2 separate regions of the Rattus norvegicus genome follow, and region 2 is linked to region 1. The links are chromatin contacts, called in public Hi-C maps. All regions are on one chromosome and are shown on one strand. The core of a region is the stretch at or near the end of the contact, and the rest is flanking DNA. Distances in the headings are between cores, read along the strand shown. Region 1 overlaps LOC108350993 (a long non-coding RNA gene). Region 2 overlaps Bnc2 (basonuclin zinc finger protein 2).

What was found. Hi-C and Micro-C count contacts between places; a contact is called where the count stands out from the background.
Region 2: a Hi-C map of the A7r5 cell line shows a contact between it and region 1, with 7 times the contacts expected there. The contact joins two enhancer-like sites. A contact is called at or near these places in 4 of 12 Hi-C or Micro-C datasets (the A7r5 cell line, the Rat2 cell line, Schwann cells and 1 more).

Annotation. Positions count from the first base shown.
Region 1 is chr5:103,527,144-103,531,387 of GRCr8, forward strand. The region is part of intron 2 of LOC108350993 (a long non-coding RNA gene); the gene reads left to right. Among named protein-coding and RNA genes, the nearest start is that of Bnc2, 530 kb to the right of the region's middle. Within about 2 kb of position 1,773, at least 3 of the 93 cell types and tissues checked have an H3K27ac peak or open chromatin away from gene starts, as enhancers often do. A contact at or near this core is called in the A7r5 cell line, where this site is marked.
Region 2 is chr5:103,995,075-103,999,836 of GRCr8, forward strand. Bnc2 (basonuclin zinc finger protein 2) reads right to left here. Exons shown (of 7, transcript NM_001106666.2): 3 at 3,937-4,137. Among named protein-coding and RNA genes, the nearest start is that of Bnc2, 64 kb to the right of the region's middle. Within about 2 kb of position 3,412, at least 23 of the 93 cell types and tissues checked have an H3K27ac peak or open chromatin away from gene starts, as enhancers often do. A contact at or near this core is called in the A7r5 cell line, where this site is marked.

The DNA of each region.
Region 1 (4,244 bases), core at 523-3,022:
GGGAAGCCTTAAGCTCACCTCTGCAGTGACACACTTCCTCCAACAAGGCCACACCTCCTAATAGTCCCACTGCCCGTGGCCAAACAAACACATGAATCTATGGGAGCCTAACCTGTTCAAACCACCACCCAATCTAATACTTATTAAGAGTTTGACCTTTTTATTTTTTATAATTCTAAGTTTTAAAAGAGAGGTAAAAATAAATAGGTTCAAATTGCTCTTTCAAACGAGAATAAAATGTCGCCACTCTCTGACTTTAAAAAAATAATGTATACTAAATAAGGTCTTGGGAATTGTGTAAGTGTTTTTCAGGTGAAGCCTGCTTCCCAAGCTGACTTTCCAAAGGTCAAGTATCATATGGGTTTAACATCCAAATAGCCATTGCCAATGAGGGATGGGAATAGACTCAGACTACAAGAGGATGTGTCTACCTCATCATTTCTTCTTACCTCATGAGGGATATAGAAAAGGCTCTCAGGATGATTCGTGAGAATTACCCACCAACCTGGATTGTGCACTTTTACTTGTTGAAATCTTCACGTGGTGGTTGCCATGTGTTGAATACTGTTCTGAAGGATTCTGAACTATCAACCCACTTCTTATGACTGTAAGGGCTATGACTGCTGCCATCGATTTGCTCACAGTGAGATAGAGGCACACTATTAGCAAATGAGTGGAGGCACCCCAGGCTCCATGACTCAGAGCCATGCTGTTGACCACCAGGCTCACCAGTCTTCTGTGATGTGCACCTTAACTTCTCTGGTTTCTTATTTTTACAATCCCTTATGATTTGTGTGAACTCAACAGACAGGTGTCTCTGAGAGGACAGGGACTTTGCTGTCTGGGAAGCTGCACCAGGCTGGGCCCCCAGAGTTAGCAGTGAAGTCCTATTCAGACACTGAGGGGGTTTTCCATTTCTCCCCTCTGCCCCCACCCCCACAGGCTTTGTTTGAACACAGGAGAAAGACCTTTGAGGACAGGGCTGAGGAGCAAGCTGCCACCATTGTGAGACGGTGTTAAGACACGATGGAGTTTGGTTCTGGTTGTGTCCCTATCTATGTGTGAAAAGTGTTCATTCGTTTATTTATGCTTCCGTGGCCACTGTGTATATGTGTGTGCTTGCCCTGGGTTTTCTAACATAAACAGGATGCTAGGGTAAGCTTCCAGTGGGGCCTGGTTTCTTCCTTCTCTGTACATTCAAACCCTCCAAACTAAGAATTTTAAATCAACGATTTCCCTTTTCAGAGAGGGTCATTATTTGTTTGCAATGCACAGGCTGGTGAGCACAATGGGCATGTCTATTCTCCTAAGGCTGGAGGCTGAAGCCCAGGCAGAGATCATCAGAGTTCTCTGATATGCGGGTTCCCTGGGCCACAGGCCCACCCCCACAGGTGGCCAGGATGTCCCTTAGCAGGAATCATGAAGCCCCAAAACCAGGAGTCTTTGCTGCTCCCAACTTCCATTTCCTCAACCCTTAAAATGTCTGGCTCTATCAAACTCCACCCAGTTGTTTCCAGGAATGCTTCAGCCAGGCTCTTTACCCGGATCTTCAAAGGCGATGGAGCTCCGCTGCTGCCCCTGCAGCTGTAGCAAACAGCGCATTTGTCAGCTTTTGACTGTCTGCAGAGGTACCAGCCAAGATGCCTCCCTGGAAGGTGATGTCTGAAGCGTTATTCTTAAGGGAGCAAAGAGCAGAAGTGTGGAAAGAGTGTTCCTTCAGAATGGGGCTTTCCCGGTCGGCCGTGGGACTCCAAGGCTGGGAAAGTGAGCACGCCCAGCAGAGGGCGCTACCGCGCCGGCGCTCACAGCGCTGTGCAAGCCAGACAGGGGGATGCTCAAAACCACTGAAGAGGGATAATTCCATACTAGCACCCCCCCGCCCCCGCCCACTGCCTCGACCTCCCTCTTTCTCCTCCCTCATCTCTTCTCAGCCCCTTTCTGTCTCCCTTTTTTTCCTACCCTGTCTCAGCCTTTCTTTCTGACCATCTCTAACTCCTAACCCCTCCCTGACTTGAGCAGCGCACTCCTGGGAGCCTCAAGTCTAGTAACTGAGTGTTAATTATGTCTGAGTGGATTCTAGAGAAAAAGAAAACCATATACTGTATCAGCAGAGAAATGGTTTCACTATGAGGAAACTAATGATGCTTTTATCAGGAACAATATAAAGATTGCTTTTTTACTAGTGTGTGTCCCGTAGGGTTCGGGGCTATGAGATATTTCTGTATCTGGCTTGAGGTTCCTCTGAGCTTTTACATAATCAAATCAATATAGCCATGATTCACCCTCTGGCAACAACTGCTCGCTGCAAGTTTGCTGTTGCTCCTTTAGTGGCTAAAAGGAAAATAAATAAATATATAGAGAGGAACTTATTATGAATCGGTAGGCATTGATCTGTTCTGTCTTCTGACTTCCTTTTTAATTGCACGGCATGCACACGTTCTCACACACGGGCAGCGTGATCCCGTAAGTTCATGGTCAGTCAGAAATGAGGTGGCCAGAATTGCCTGAGGGCTTGCCACTGTCCACTCGGAAGAGAAGCTTCCTTGTTCAGAAAGAATAAAGCAGAGGTAGAGATGGGGGCCGGCCCACTCCCTGTTCTGTGCATTGTCTGCATCTTCTTTATCATCCCTGTGAATTCCCTACATTCCGGGCATGATTTTGGCTCTTGCCTTTCTCCTTCAGTTATCTTGTTTTTGTATCAGGAATTTCCCTCCCCTCCCCTGGCAGAAACCATCTGCTTAGAGCCCAGATCTGTCCCCAGGGCTGTCAGTGAGGTCCCAATCATTCTCTCCCATCCTGAGGACAACTGGTCTGGACCCAAAGAGGGGAAAAAAGCAGCAAGTAAGAGAGAGAGCGAGAGTGAGAGAGAGAGCACACATATGGTGTAGGGAGCAAGCCATCTACAGTACAGGATGTGTGTCTCCCCTTCTCTGTCCTGAGCAAATCACAGGAAGGAAGAAGCTTCGGGAACAGCGCCTGAAGTCTTCACGATGCACCCAGCTTGCAGATCCGTTCACCACTTTCTCCCTTAAAGTAAATAAACACAGACGGCTGCTCTCAGACTAACCCGTGCTCGAGGAGTCAGTGCCATACAACTGTGTCATCTGCTTTTCATAGGCAAACTGGGATGACCACAAAATACAGCTTTTCTAGTGCCTTGTGTGGCTTAGAATCAACAAAATCAACTGATGAAATAAGTGTGTTAGTCTGTCTGGGGAGAAACCGAGATCGAGCCTCCCAGGCAGTCTGCTGGGGAGGGCAGAGTACTGTGTGGCCCTAACTTGGAGACTCTACTCATAGGTATACTTCATTTACCCCATCCCTACAAGAAGAAAAACCTGAGAAGTCACAGCAGAGAGTAAACCCATTCGTGCAGGTCAAGTGTACTGAGCCCCTGGGGAAATAGTATCACCAAAATGATCAAGTTCCCTAATTATGAGCACAATTCCCCAACAATAACACTGTTCTCTGAGAAACAGTGGAAGAGAAGTTCTGGAAGGCTCTCTTTGGCTAGTAGAGGTAAAACTTTGCCCCCGAAGAACATCGTTTGCAATTTCTCAGCAATGTTTACAGGCATCAGGACAGACAGCGTCCAGCTGGGGCGCAGAGGGAAGGGAAGGGACTTTCAGACAGACTTACAAATGGTGATACCAGCCCCAATTTATCCACATACAGAGATCCCCATGAGTGGGCATTTATTAAGCATCTATGATGCACCAAAGGCTGCAGTGTGCTTTGTCTATATCCTTATAGTATATGAACTCTCACCCTCAGGAGAGTACTGTATTTTTTCCCAGTGGATGGTGGCTAAGGGGTACTGGTCAATGTACAGAGAATACAACACTGGGGAGTGCCCAGCCCTAAATGAGATGTCCACATCAAACCCTTTCCTCCCAAGGCTCAGGGATCATTGAGAAAGGGGCTGAGAAGATTGTAAGAGCCAGAGGTGGTGGGTTACTCCACTGTAACTGTCTTGTGACGTCATGCACGAGACCTGTGCAGAATTAAGTCATATAATATCCCAGTACGGAGGTGGGAGGGGGTCATGAGGTCCCTCCCCTAGCCCACTACTAGCAACTAACAGCTGCTGGGAGAAGAAGGTATTCAAGTATGGGGTCAACCGCATTCCATCAGATGGCCTACACCTAGGAGTATTTAGGCAGCACAAATTGGCTTTAGTGGTTTTGTTTGTATTTGTATTTGTTTTGTTTTACAAGATACAAAGTGAGGTGGGCAGGGAGGAG
Region 2 (4,762 bases), core at 2,162-4,661, 470 kb after region 1:
AATAATATTCGCATGAAGTTAAATAAAGCAACTGTAAGAGAATGTCAGACAGTTGTTCTTTAATAAGACACAGTTTCACAATGAAATTATGTTGTTAATTTTGTTACATCATTGGGTGAATCTTAAATTACTCCATAATGATGCCCAGCGTCGTTTATAATTCTAACTTAGTATTTCACTCTACTCTGAAAAGAGACCTTATTAAGGGATCTGCATATTATTTGAAACAGGCTAAGTACACCTGAGCAATAATGAAAAGGTATAAACACCTCTGGTAATCTGGGGAAAGAGCACTATCACCGTTACCTGTACGTACGGTGTGCTTTCTTAAAAAGATTTTGAGTTGATCAAACTATACCCTCTCCTGGGGGAAGCTATAAGGATTTTATTTGCTACTTTCTCAAATACACAAACATGTACAAAATATGTAGAAAACAATCAGCTTTCAAAGTCTAATAAAAACAAAAAGAAAGAAAAGAACCTTCCGAAAGCAAGTTCCTTTCTCCAAACCACCTCCCACTTGTCTTTTTAACAATCCCTTAAGAGATTATCCTGAGAGAAACAACCTTTTCAGCTTTAGGAGATAAGGAAAAAGAGAAAATGATTTTGGACATTACCAATTCGTAACTGAATCCAGAACTCTCAATTACAAAAGTCAACAGCTACACCTTTCAAGGTTCTCTAGTATCTGTCTACAAGAGACTATTATTTTTCTAAACAGCAACAACAAATCACATTTTCATGTTAGTGAAAATAATGGAAGGTAGAAAAATGAAGTCAGGAAGACCCATTTAAAGCTTTAATGGGGACAGATTTAACTCCACTGAGTCGGAGTCAAATCATTTGTTAATACTGGATAAAAGAAAAGATTTACAGTTAAGGAAATCTAACTTCGTTCAGGGGAAATGCAAGATACAGACTGTCCCATGCCCCTTTCTAGCTTACCTTTAGAAGACACAGACCTAGACTATTAAACTTCAGAGTTCAACGGTCTTTCCCAAGCATACGTTTTCTATAGCTAACAGCGTATGTGGTGAAGTTCTCTACAGCTCAGTCTTTACACATCTTGTACTGGCTCTACTCGTCAGTCTTGTCCAATGCTTAACGAGGTAGTCAAGGAAGTCTTAGTTTTTATTCCATGATAGGAAACTGTGAAAAACTGTATTAAACAGATTTCATTCACCCCATGAGCAATTTTTAAGAGATTAAAATAATCAAGCAGAAAAGCCGTTTCTAGCCTAAAAAATTAGATATATAGAATTCTGCATACTTGATTAAATTGGAGAAACTTTTTTATCTTTAGCAAAAGCTTGCTTAATGCAGGTATTGAAACTATGATTCCTCATAATTGTTGACTTTAAGAGAGAGCATTCCAGGAACTATCACACATACATATGTACACACACACACACACACATACACACACACACACATATGCATACACTTTCTCCCACTCACATACTCTGAACCAGCACTGCTGATCCCTACACATAAGGAAAACAAACACATTAAGCATGCAGAGTGCAGACTTTTATATGTAGACAGATTTGAATTTAAGACTACACAATCTGAAATGGCATCTTGAAAGAGAAATAAAAGTGCGTGCGCATGCGCGTGCACACACACACACACACACACACACATACACACGTAAACACATACCCCCTTTCATATGACTTCCAAGAGGCACAAAAGGTAAATATTTAGTGACTGTGAAAGTAAATGGGAGGCTAAGCATCCCTAACGACAACAAAAATTAATAAAGGAACTGCAGTAAAATGGTGTAATCGCAATACTTTTTAAGATTGTGGTTTTCATGCTTTGTCACAGTGCCCTGTGTCATAACCTGTTCATTAGCCTGTGTCTTTATTCTCCTCACAGGCACTGATGCTCACCACATGCATGCATTCATACAGGTACATACAAAACAGATCTTTGTATGTACCCAGCAGGCACACAGAAAACACCTCGATGATCATACAAGTTTCTCTATAAGAAATTTAAATTATTTTCCTAATCCTGACCTATTTTTTGTGTAATTTGCTTTTATTTCTTTTAATCCTAAATGTTTTCCACCAGTTAAAAGTCTCCTTAGATGCAAATCTACTTGGAAATGGGCTAGTGCCAAAGCAGCAATCTAACACCATCTATGTGGTTCAATAGCCATTTATCAATTGATCATTATCTCTATCTGTTTTATTAACTCTTTTTTCACTAGAGGGAAAAAAATGCAATCTAACCTTTCAAAGCATACATGTACACACACACTCCGCTAACTCAAGGAAAACCAGGATTGGTAGTATCTAAATTTTAAAGTGGGACACAAGTTATTAGGTACTAAGGTCAGTGAAAACACACCGTGTTCCAACCACAAGAGAGAGAGTCACCCAGACAGAAAAGTGCTTCAGAAAAACACCTAGCAAAGCGTTTGGCAGAGACAAGAAGCATCTCTGTCAGACATGAAAGGGACTTTTCAGGAAAAAAAAAAAAGGATCGCACATAAAGAGTTGCTTACTGGGTTTATGTTGATTGCATTTAAATCCCAGCTTACTGGATCAGCAGTTATCAGGGTCCCTCTACAGGATGTCAAAATACACCTTATTCAAATACATTTCTCCTATCTAAAACTGGTTGATAAAACTGTTTACCAATTAAATGTTACAAGAGCCGGGCTTTATGCACTCTCTTTGGCAAATGTTATTCCTAAACTTGTGACAGTTTACAGCCTTGAAAATTGTTTTCTTTATTTCGTTACCAAACATTTGAAAATCCACGCCAAAGTATTCAATTTCCGCGAACTCTTACATACAAAAAGCTTAAATAGCAGTTGCAGTATTTTAAGGGAGTGGGGCAAGACCATTTTTTTAAACAGCCGCCATCTACTTAACATCCTAGCGCATTTGTCAGTACTACTTTGGTGCTGCGTGGATGATAAACTAACTCTTGCTTTGTATGGGTTTGGGGTAGGCTTCTGAAAAGCAAGACGTGTCTGGGAGGGAGGCACCAGGGAACTTCCCTCCCTCACTTGAGCACAGTCCAAGAGGAAAGTTTCTGGGTTGTTTCCCCTTCGCTTCCTCTTACCCTCGCTCCCCCGCGGAGCCGCAGAGCCAGCAATTGTGCAAGAGGAGCCGGGCGCGCAGGGCGCAAATCACCGAGCGCTTGGTACGGACGGCTGCGGGTGATTAATTATCCGTCCGCTGGCCTGGCGCTCTCCGGGCGGCTCTCCCGGCAGGGTAGCAGCCGAGCTGCCGGCGGCGGCTGAGCGAGAAGCGGCTCTGGGAGAACACAGGGGCCGCGCCGAGTGTGAGTGCACCGCGCCGGGCGGCGGGCGGCTGGCGGGTGGCGAGCCGAGCGGCTGCGCCGCGGCCAGGGGAGCACGGGGAGAGTGAAGCCACCGAGAACCGGAACGGAGGCCGAGAGCAAGCGGGAGCGCAGCCTGCCGCCCTTCGGGTTGACCCGGCCGGCAGGGAAGCCTGCATAGCCTCGCTCAGGTCTGAGTCCAGCTGCTCCAGACACCAGAAGTCAGACCCGCTGCTGTGAGGGGCCCGCGCTTTCTGACTGTTCGTTGCAAGACCTACTTAGAGACAGCAGACACTTTGACTAAGTCTTTCACAAAGATACATTTGTTAAGTATTGGCTTTTTCTCTTTTTAGCGGGAAACAAAGAAATAAATTAAGGCTTCGCAGGACCCAGGCTGCACAGGGTGAAACTTTGCAACAAATGCCTTTGCTTTCTCTAACTTCGATGTCCTTTCCCCCTTTTCCTTAAGGAGCCCTTGGGGAAGCCATGAAGTAACACTGCACATTCCAGTAACACAGAAATCACAATATATATATTTTTAAATTTCAAAAACATTTAGAAAGAAAAGTAGCAGGAAGAAAAGGGCAAATAACAACTCGAGATTTCTTTTTTTTTAAAAAAATGAAAGTAACTTACCTGTTGGGACATTCTGAATAAGAGGTTAGTATCAGCGTTTTGCCATGTCCCCATGAACCCTGGTTCAGCCGCAGTCGTTCTGGTTCCGAACTGCATGGAGTTGTCAGTACAGGAGTCTCTTAAAGTCAAGTCTCTTGCCCTCTTTGGCTCTCTGTCTCTCTGTGTGTCTCTTTCTCTCACATCCACTTCTGCCTCTTCTGACTGAAAAGTGAAGGTGGATTTTTTGAGCTTCTTGGCAGCCAGGAGCAGGAGTATAGTGTAGTTAAGAAGCTGGCTGAACTGTGCATTTCATTTGGGAAGGGGGAGATCTGGGGGAGGGAGGGGGGTCAGAGCTTCCTTCGCACCTTCTGCACAGATATCCCTATCATTTATGCATAGATTGTGACTCCCCTAGCTTGCCTTTGCTCGGTTTAACAGCTGCCTGTCAGGTGTGCGGGCAGCACTGGAGACCCAACCATCAGCTTCAAACCCTCAGCCACTGCATGTCATTGGATAGCAGAGCTAGGAGTCAACTGCACTGTTCCACTGTCAGGCACCAAATGACACCCTGCACGAACCCCTCTCCAGATACACAGATAGATACACACTCATGCGTACTCCACGAAATGCCACGGACACTGTCCACAAGGCCAGGGAGAGCCAGGGCCCTTCCCTGGAAATTTTCCCCAACAATGCTTTCTGCTGTAACATGTTATATCCAGCACCAGTCTTTCCTTTAAACACTTGTAAAACTATGAGACTTAAATATTTTTTAATTACACTGGAAGCGAGTGAAGTATTCATCTGGAGGAGAACATAAAGTTTGCTCAGTGTTTGCTTTTTTGTT